Regions from separate parts of the Macaca mulatta genome. Here region 2 is linked to region 1. Evidence: chromatin contacts called from public Hi-C data. All regions are on one chromosome and are shown on one strand. Each heading gives the region's core, a stretch centred on a gene start, on an enhancer-like site or on the middle of the called end of the contact. The rest is flanking DNA. Distances are from core to core; before and after follow the strand shown. Region 1 overlaps PDE1C (phosphodiesterase 1C). Region 2 has its middle 51 kb from the start of PPP1R17.

Evidence for each region. A called contact is a pair of places that touch in the nucleus more often than the background predicts.
Region 2: a contact with region 1 is called in a Hi-C map of fetal cortical plate, with 6 times the contacts expected there. The contact joins two enhancer-like sites. A contact is called at or near these places in 6 of 14 Hi-C or Micro-C datasets (cortical neurons, fetal cortex germinal zone, fetal cortical plate and 3 more).

What each region holds. Positions count from the first base shown.
Region 1 is chr3:96,183,868-96,187,439 of T2T-MMU8v2.0, reverse strand. All of the region lies in intron 2 of PDE1C (phosphodiesterase 1C), which reads right to left. Among named protein-coding and RNA genes, the nearest start is that of PDE1C, 100 kb to the right of the region's middle. Within about 2 kb of position 2,274, at least 5 of the 40 cell types and tissues checked have an H3K27ac peak or open chromatin away from gene starts, as enhancers often do.
Region 2 is chr3:96,644,151-96,647,978 of T2T-MMU8v2.0, reverse strand. No RefSeq gene overlaps it. Among named protein-coding and RNA genes, the nearest start is that of PPP1R17, 51 kb to the left of the region's middle. Within about 2 kb of position 1,273, at least 9 of the 40 cell types and tissues checked have an H3K27ac peak or open chromatin away from gene starts, as enhancers often do.

The DNA.
Region 1 (3,572 bases), core at 1,025-3,524:
CCACTGGCTAACATATTAGGGGCCTAGAGATATGTCTTTGGATATATTTAAAAGACTCTATCAAGCACATTCAAAAAGAAAAGGCAGAGTGAGTCTCAGTGTCCTGCCCCCTACCCCCATACACATGCCAGTCCATCACTCTGACCACGGCCATCAGTGCTTTCCAGGACACGGTGAATATTCCTCCGCTGGATGGGCTCCTGCAGAGAGCTCATGACCCCATGACAGGGATGTCATACAAGGGATTTGAGCTTTAGACAGAGTGGTGAGCACTGGACTGGATCATTTGTAAACTCTACTAACTTGAAATCTTTCAAATCCCAGTGAATACATCTGTTGACTGAACCAAACTAATCGGCTTGCCTGATAACAACTGTGTCTGATGAAAGGGGTGGAGAAAGGGGGTAAGATAAAGAGGTGAAGCCCCTTGTGGGCAATCAGAGAAATTTTGGGTCAACATAAGTTGCAGTCTAACTGTGGCTCTGAAACACAGATGTGTCACAGGTCACTGGGGGAGCTGGGAGAGGATGATTATAAGTGTAGGAAAGAAGCTAGTAGCCAGCCGTCTTGTGTTCTTTTGTGTTGCTTGCGTGGTTGATTGGTTGGTTGGTTTTTGTGGTATGAAAACTTAACAGGAGAGCTATCTTCTTAATGTATTTTAAAGTGCACAATACCATATTGTTAACTACAGGGATTATGTTGTACAGCAGATCTCTACATCTTATTCATCTTACATAATGGAAACTTTATACCCATGAAGCAACAACTTTCCGTTTGCTCCTCCCCACACCCAGCTCCTAGCAAACACCATCCAATTCTGCGTTTCTATTAGTTTAACTATTTTTCCTTGCCATAGCACCCAAAATGTACCTGATTTGTCTGTCCTGGATCCCTTATATGGTTCTGTCTAAAACATAGTACATGCCCCTGAGAACACTGAAAGCCCAGCCACCAGCCACATACCCCCGCTCATGGTATTTCTCAGTCATTCCTCCCACTTATTTCTTCTTCTTCTTTTTGTCTTCATCCATCCCCAGTTCAAGCTCCCTTCTTTTGTCACCAACTCTCCTAGCTATAACAACTGATCTAGCAAAGTTCCCTGACTGAACTCTAGCACTGTCTCAGACATGATTTTGAGTTCCCCCTGGGGCTCCACACATGGCATCACCATGTCATAGGTGCTGCCTCCCTCTATTTCAATCAACCCCGGCGCTCACCCCACTGCACACCTCTGCCTCCCATTTCCCACCTCTGCTGAGGGAAGGGGATCATTCACCCAGCACACAAATACAAAAGGCCTCCCCTTGCTTCAGTCCCCCATCCACCGTAAGTACTCCAGCTCTTTCACAGGAAAATCTATTTCCAAAAATACCTGGATTTTTAATTAATCTCTATTTTCTTATTGCTTTTGATACCACTATAGTAGTCCCCCATTATCCGAAGGGGTACGTTCCAACAACTGCCTGAAACCAGGAATGGTGCCTAACATAATTGCTGTTAATCAGAACACGATTCTGTTCATGTCTACCATCCGCAAATTTAATAATACTTCCATCTTAACTAAGCACTTATCCTGTCCTGTGGCTGTAACTTTTGTAGCTTTAGTGTAACAACAAAACTAGCACAAATTTGTTTCCTTCTTTACAGTTTCACAGATAGAAAATTTGCTCTCCCTGTGGATCTCAGCAACCTTGGCATACAATTTTTTTTTATTTTTTTTCTTTATTAAGGCAAGAACTTTCACCTTTTCACTTAAAGGAAGCACTTGATGGCTTCTCCGTGATGTATCTGAATTGCCAGCATCAGTACTCTTGCACTTTTTACTAAGTGCACTTCGAAATTGCACTTAGGCAATTCCTAAATAAAATCAGGGTGATTTGAACACAAGCACTGCAATCTGATAAACAAGAGGGCTCCTAAGTCACTAACTTGTGGGTAGCATCTGCACATGTATCCACTGGACAAAGGGAGGATTAACATCATGGGTAGGGCAGAGTGAGATTTCATCTCGCTATTCAGAGCAGCACTCAGATCAAAACTTGTGAATTGTTTATTCCTGGAATTTTCCATTTCACAATTTCAGACCACTGTTAACCACAAGTAACAAAACTGGGAAAGTGAAACCGCGGATAAGGGAAGACATTTGTATTTTCTTTTCCACGATTGCTCATCTTGGGGGAGAAATTAGTCCTCCCTCAGGGAAGCAATCAGAACTCCAGCATAGAGCTGCCCAGCCACAAGAGCTTTGTGGGCGCTGTCTCCCTCGCTCTGGCTCCTCCAATGCCCTGGACTCCCAACAGAAGCTCTGTCCAATGCACTGAATGCAGTGTCTTTTACATCTTCTAGAGGAGAGAGACGAAATCAAAATCTGGGCTTTTTCTGCCACACTGTGGCCATGTCTGAACACTACATGTGGCCTTCATTCCCTTACATGTGGTATTGAGAGTTGTTTTCACTGAAGATTAGAAGTTACCTTCTTTACCTGTTATCCCCATTCAAGCCCTTAAGCCTCAGCTGATGCTCGCCTCCTCCAGAAGGACTCCCTTGAATTCACCTCCATGCCAGGTTGGCTGAGGCCTCCCCGTTCTGACTCTCCCAGCTCCTCCTACCATTCGCTAGCATTTCCCTCCACACGCTGTATTGTAGCAGTCACTTCTGTCTCCCTGATTAGATTGTGAACTCTTTGAAGACAAACCGACTCATCTGTGTTATTTCCAGGGCTCACAGACGAACAGAAAATTCTTCAATAAGTATATATGAAATTAAAGAAAAAAGAGAAGAAGAGAGAGGAGGAAGGCTGAAAACTCAGGGTAATAACAACCACCCACATTTATTGAGCGCTTGTGGTATACAGTCCCTGTGCTTCATATAATGGATTCCAGGGTATCAGGGCCAATATCCACCTCTGCTGCCCCAGCTTCATCCAGCAATTGAAGGGTCCATGTCTGTCCTGTCAGGGGCTTCCTGGACTCTAGTCCTTCATATAGTCCATGACCAACATCTGTTCTGATGTTCAGTGACCACTTAACATGTTTTTAAGTATTTTAACATTCACCCTTGCATGTGATCATCCACAACAACTTGGAAATAAGTTCTAATATTGAGAGGAGAAGCCGGCTGGGCTTCTGGGTGGGGTGGGGACTTGGAGAACTTTTCTGTCTAGCTAAAGGATTGTAAATGCACCAATCAGCACTCAGTAAAAATGGACCAGTCAGCACTCTGTAAAATGGACCAATCAGCTCTCTGTAAAATGGACCAATCAGCAGAATGTGGGTGGGGCCAAATAAGGGAATAAAAGCAGAGCACCGGCGCTAGCAGCTGCAACGCTGTTGGGTGGGCTTCCAAACTGTGGCAGGTTTGTTCTTTCACTCTTTGCAATACATTTTGCGGCTGCTCACTCTGGGTCTACGGTACCTTTATGAGCTGTAACACTCACTGTGAAGGTCTGCAGCTTCACTCCTGAAGCCAGCGAGACCACAAGCCACAGGGAGGAAAGAACAACTCAGGATGCGCCACCTTTAAGAACTGTAACACTTACTGCTAAGGTCTGCACCTTCACTCCTGAAGTCAGC
Region 2 (3,828 bases), core at 24-2,523, 460 kb before region 1:
TACTGAAAATACAAAATTAGCCAGGCGTGGTGGTGCATGCCTGTAATCCCAGCTACTTGGGAGGCTGAGGCAGGAGAATCGCTTGAACCTGGAAGGCGGAGGTCGCGGCGAGCCGAGATCATGCCATTGCACTCCAGCCTGGGCAACAAGAGTGAAACTCTGTCTCAAAAAAAAAAAAAAAAAAAAGAAAAGAAAAAGGAAAAGAAAGAAAAAAGCACTGCATTTAAGTGTCATGAGGGCAGTGTAAGCAAATGTCCCAGGCCTGCTATTGCCTCATCAAACCACACAGAAGGCATCTATCTGCTGGGGTCAGACTTCAGATCCTGCCCTGGACACTTAGTAGCTGTGGATCTTGGGTGACATTGTGAACTTTGAATTTCAGTTTCCTCATCTGTCAGGTGAGAATAATGGCTGCTTCTGTCACCTTGGGGTAGTCATAAATATTAAATGAAATAATGCTTACAAAATAGAATGTCTGCTCCAGAGTGAAAGGTGAAAAAGCAATCGTTTCTTTTTCCTTTTGGGTCTGTGGCTCTAGGGCAGGTTGGTTGTCTCCTTCTGTGCCTTTAATAGATTGTAATTGCAGAAGTGGCAAAATTGTATATACAGTCATCCCTCCGTATCTGTGGCAGATCGGTTTCAGGACCTCCTCCCCATACCCAAATCCAAGGGTACTCAAGTCTCTTATATAAAATGGCGTAGTATTTGCACATCCTCCCATATACGTTACATCATCTCTAGAATACTTACAATACCTAATACAATGCCTACACATTCATGTGGATTCAATAGTGCTTTGGTGTGTGGCAAATTCAAATTTTGATTTTTGGAAATTTGTGGATTTTTTTTCCCCAAATATTCTCAATCTACAGTTGGGTGAATCCAAGGCTTTAGTACCCACAAATACAAAGGGCTGATTGATTGTAGAGTCAGTGGGGAGATGAATACCCATGAGAACAGCCAAGCACATGCAAACATGCACTCTCATTCCAGGTCTTGTACCAACAGGTACTCCCTGGAAATGTGGGCAGGCTTGCCTTAGGGATTTCTTTGTCCCTACAATGAGGCCTGTAGACAGAGAAAAACTGGCTGTGGGCTTGATTTTTACATTTTCCAAGGGCAGCCTGAATAATCCTGCCTAATAGACAAGGACACATTCTTCCCTAAGACTGTGAGTTCCCCAAACTGGAGACCCAGGCTCACTCCTACTGGATCCACCCCACACCTAAGGCAGTGCCTGGAGACTAGAACGGCTCAATATGTGTTTGCTGGCTTGAGTGGAATGTGCCAAGCCAGCCTCCATTCTTCTCTATCCTGGGGAACCTTGGTCCAACAGTGTAGCTTTTTCCCCTACACACCACCGCCACCTGCAGGACAAATTGTCACACTGCAGTTGCTTGCTAATGCTAGAGCCTTTAATATTTGGGAAACACTGATTTGTTATCTGCATGTTCAATGTGTTATGATACTTCATGCAAGGTTGAGGTTTATTTCTGCCTGGCAAAATTTTTTTCCTCACAGATAAAAATGTTATAGAGTTAACATTATGGGTGCACAAAAAAAGAGACGTGATATTCCAAATTATGAGAATCCCTTGTGTGGAGGGAGGCTCAGGGTGACAGCGGTGTGAAATGAGGTGGGGAGGCTGAATCAGGTTTCCTTCAGGCATCTGCAAAGTTAGCCACTTAATGCGGATGATGTTCTAATTACAAACTAGTTATTCATTATAACAACTCTTCTAATTCTTTTCTTCCCCCTTAAACAAACAAACAAACAAACAAAAAACAAAAAAACAAGGGTCTCCCTCTGTTGCCCAGGCTGGAGTGCAGTGGTGTGACCATGGCTCACTGCAGCCTTGACTCCTGTGCTCAGGTGATTCTCCTGCCTCAGTGTCCCAAATAGCTGGGACTACAGGCATGCACCACCATGCTGGGCTAATTTTATTTTATTACTTTTTTTTTTTTTTTTTTTTTGTAGAGATGATATCTCACTTTGTTGAGCAAGCTGACCTTGAACTCCTGGCCTCAAACAATCCTCCCACCTCAGCTTCCCAAAGTGCTTGCATTACAGGTGTGAGCCACCATGCCCTTCCAATTCTTCTAATTCTTTTTTTTTTTTTTTTTTTTTTTTTGAGACGGAGTCTCGCTCTGTCACCCAAACTGGAGTGCAGTGGCTGGATGTCAGCTCACTGCAAGCTCCGCCTCCCGGGTTCATGCCATTCTCCTGCCTCAGCCTCCCGAGTAGCTGGGACTACAGGCGCCCGCCACCTCGCCTGGCTAGTTTTTGTTTTTGTATTTTTTAGTAGAGACGGGATTTCACTGTGTTAGCCAAGATGGTCTTGATCTCCTGACCTCATGATCTGCCCGTCTCGGCCTCCCAAAGTGCTGGGATTACAGGCTTGAGCCACTGCGCCCGGCCCAACTCTTCTAATTCTAACCATAGCTATAGAAAAAAATATATAGATAAATGAATACCACCACCATTAACCTAGTTTGGTCTCTTTGCTTCATGTAAAATAAAACTGTTTCTCTTGAAACCTAGAATCAAAAATGTAGCTTTTCAGTAGTTCAGACTGACTTGCCAACATAAGTCTGAATTCACTCTCAAATATAAAACATCGTCTCTACTCCAAGATATTGTAGTGTAGAAAAGCAAGGCCAGGCTGGGCACAGTGGCTCATGCCTGTAATGCCAGCACTTTGGGAGGCTGAGGTGGGCAGATCACCTGAGGTCAGGAGTTCGAGACCAGCCTGGCAAACATGGTGAAACCCCATCTCTACTAAAAATACAAAAATTAGCTGGGTGTGGTGGTGGAGGCCTGTAATCCCAGCTACTCAGGAGGCCCAGGCAGGAGAACTGCTTGAATCAGGAGGCAGAGGTTGCAGTGAGCCAAGATCGCACCATGGCACTCCAGCCTGGGTGACAGAGTGACACTCCATCTCAAAAAACAAAACAAAACAAAAACAAAACAACAACAACAAAAAACCAAACCAAACCAAAACAAAAACACAAGAAATCCATTTCTTCTGCAATAACCATTCAAAAACACTCTGGTTTTGATCATCATAAATAAGGAGAGGAAAGAACCAGAGATTTAAACCTTGTTTGCCTCAAAGGACTGTTATATAGGTTAAATGACAGCATAGAAAACCTGAAAAATGGCCAGGCGCGGTGGCTCAAGCCTGTAATCCCAGGAGGAGGCCGAGACGGGCGGATCACGAGGTCAGGAGATCGAGACCATCCTGGCTAACACGGTGAAACCCCGTCTCTACTAAAAAATACAAAAAATCTAGCCGGGCGAGGTGGCGGGCGCCTGTAGTCCCAGCTACTCGGGAGGCTGAGGGAGAATGGCGTGAACCAGGGAGGCGGAGCTTGCAGTGAGCCGAGATCGTGCCACTGCACTCCAGCCTGGGCGACAGAGCAGGACTCTGTCTCAAAAAAAAAAAAGAAAACAAAACAAAACAAAACCTGAAAAACCCTAGTAGATATTCACTGGGATTTGTCTCCTTCCCCTTTGGGCTGGAGTTCCTTTACCTATCCGTGCCCACCTTTCCGCCGCTATCACCCAGTCCTCTCCAGTGCCCCAGTGCTGGCGTCAGCTTTGGAGGATGCTCAGTGCACACCTCCCTCCAGCCAGGCAGTCTAGCAGGCCAGTGCGAGACCCAGGAAGAGTCGAGGGTGAGGTGAGAAGGGCTAAAGAGAGGATGCATGAGCCCAATCTCAATGGAATCAGGTTGTATTAGTCTGTTCTCACGCTGCTAATAAAGATATACCTGAGACTGGGTAATTATAAAGGAAAGAGGTTTAATGGACTCACAGTTCCGCATGG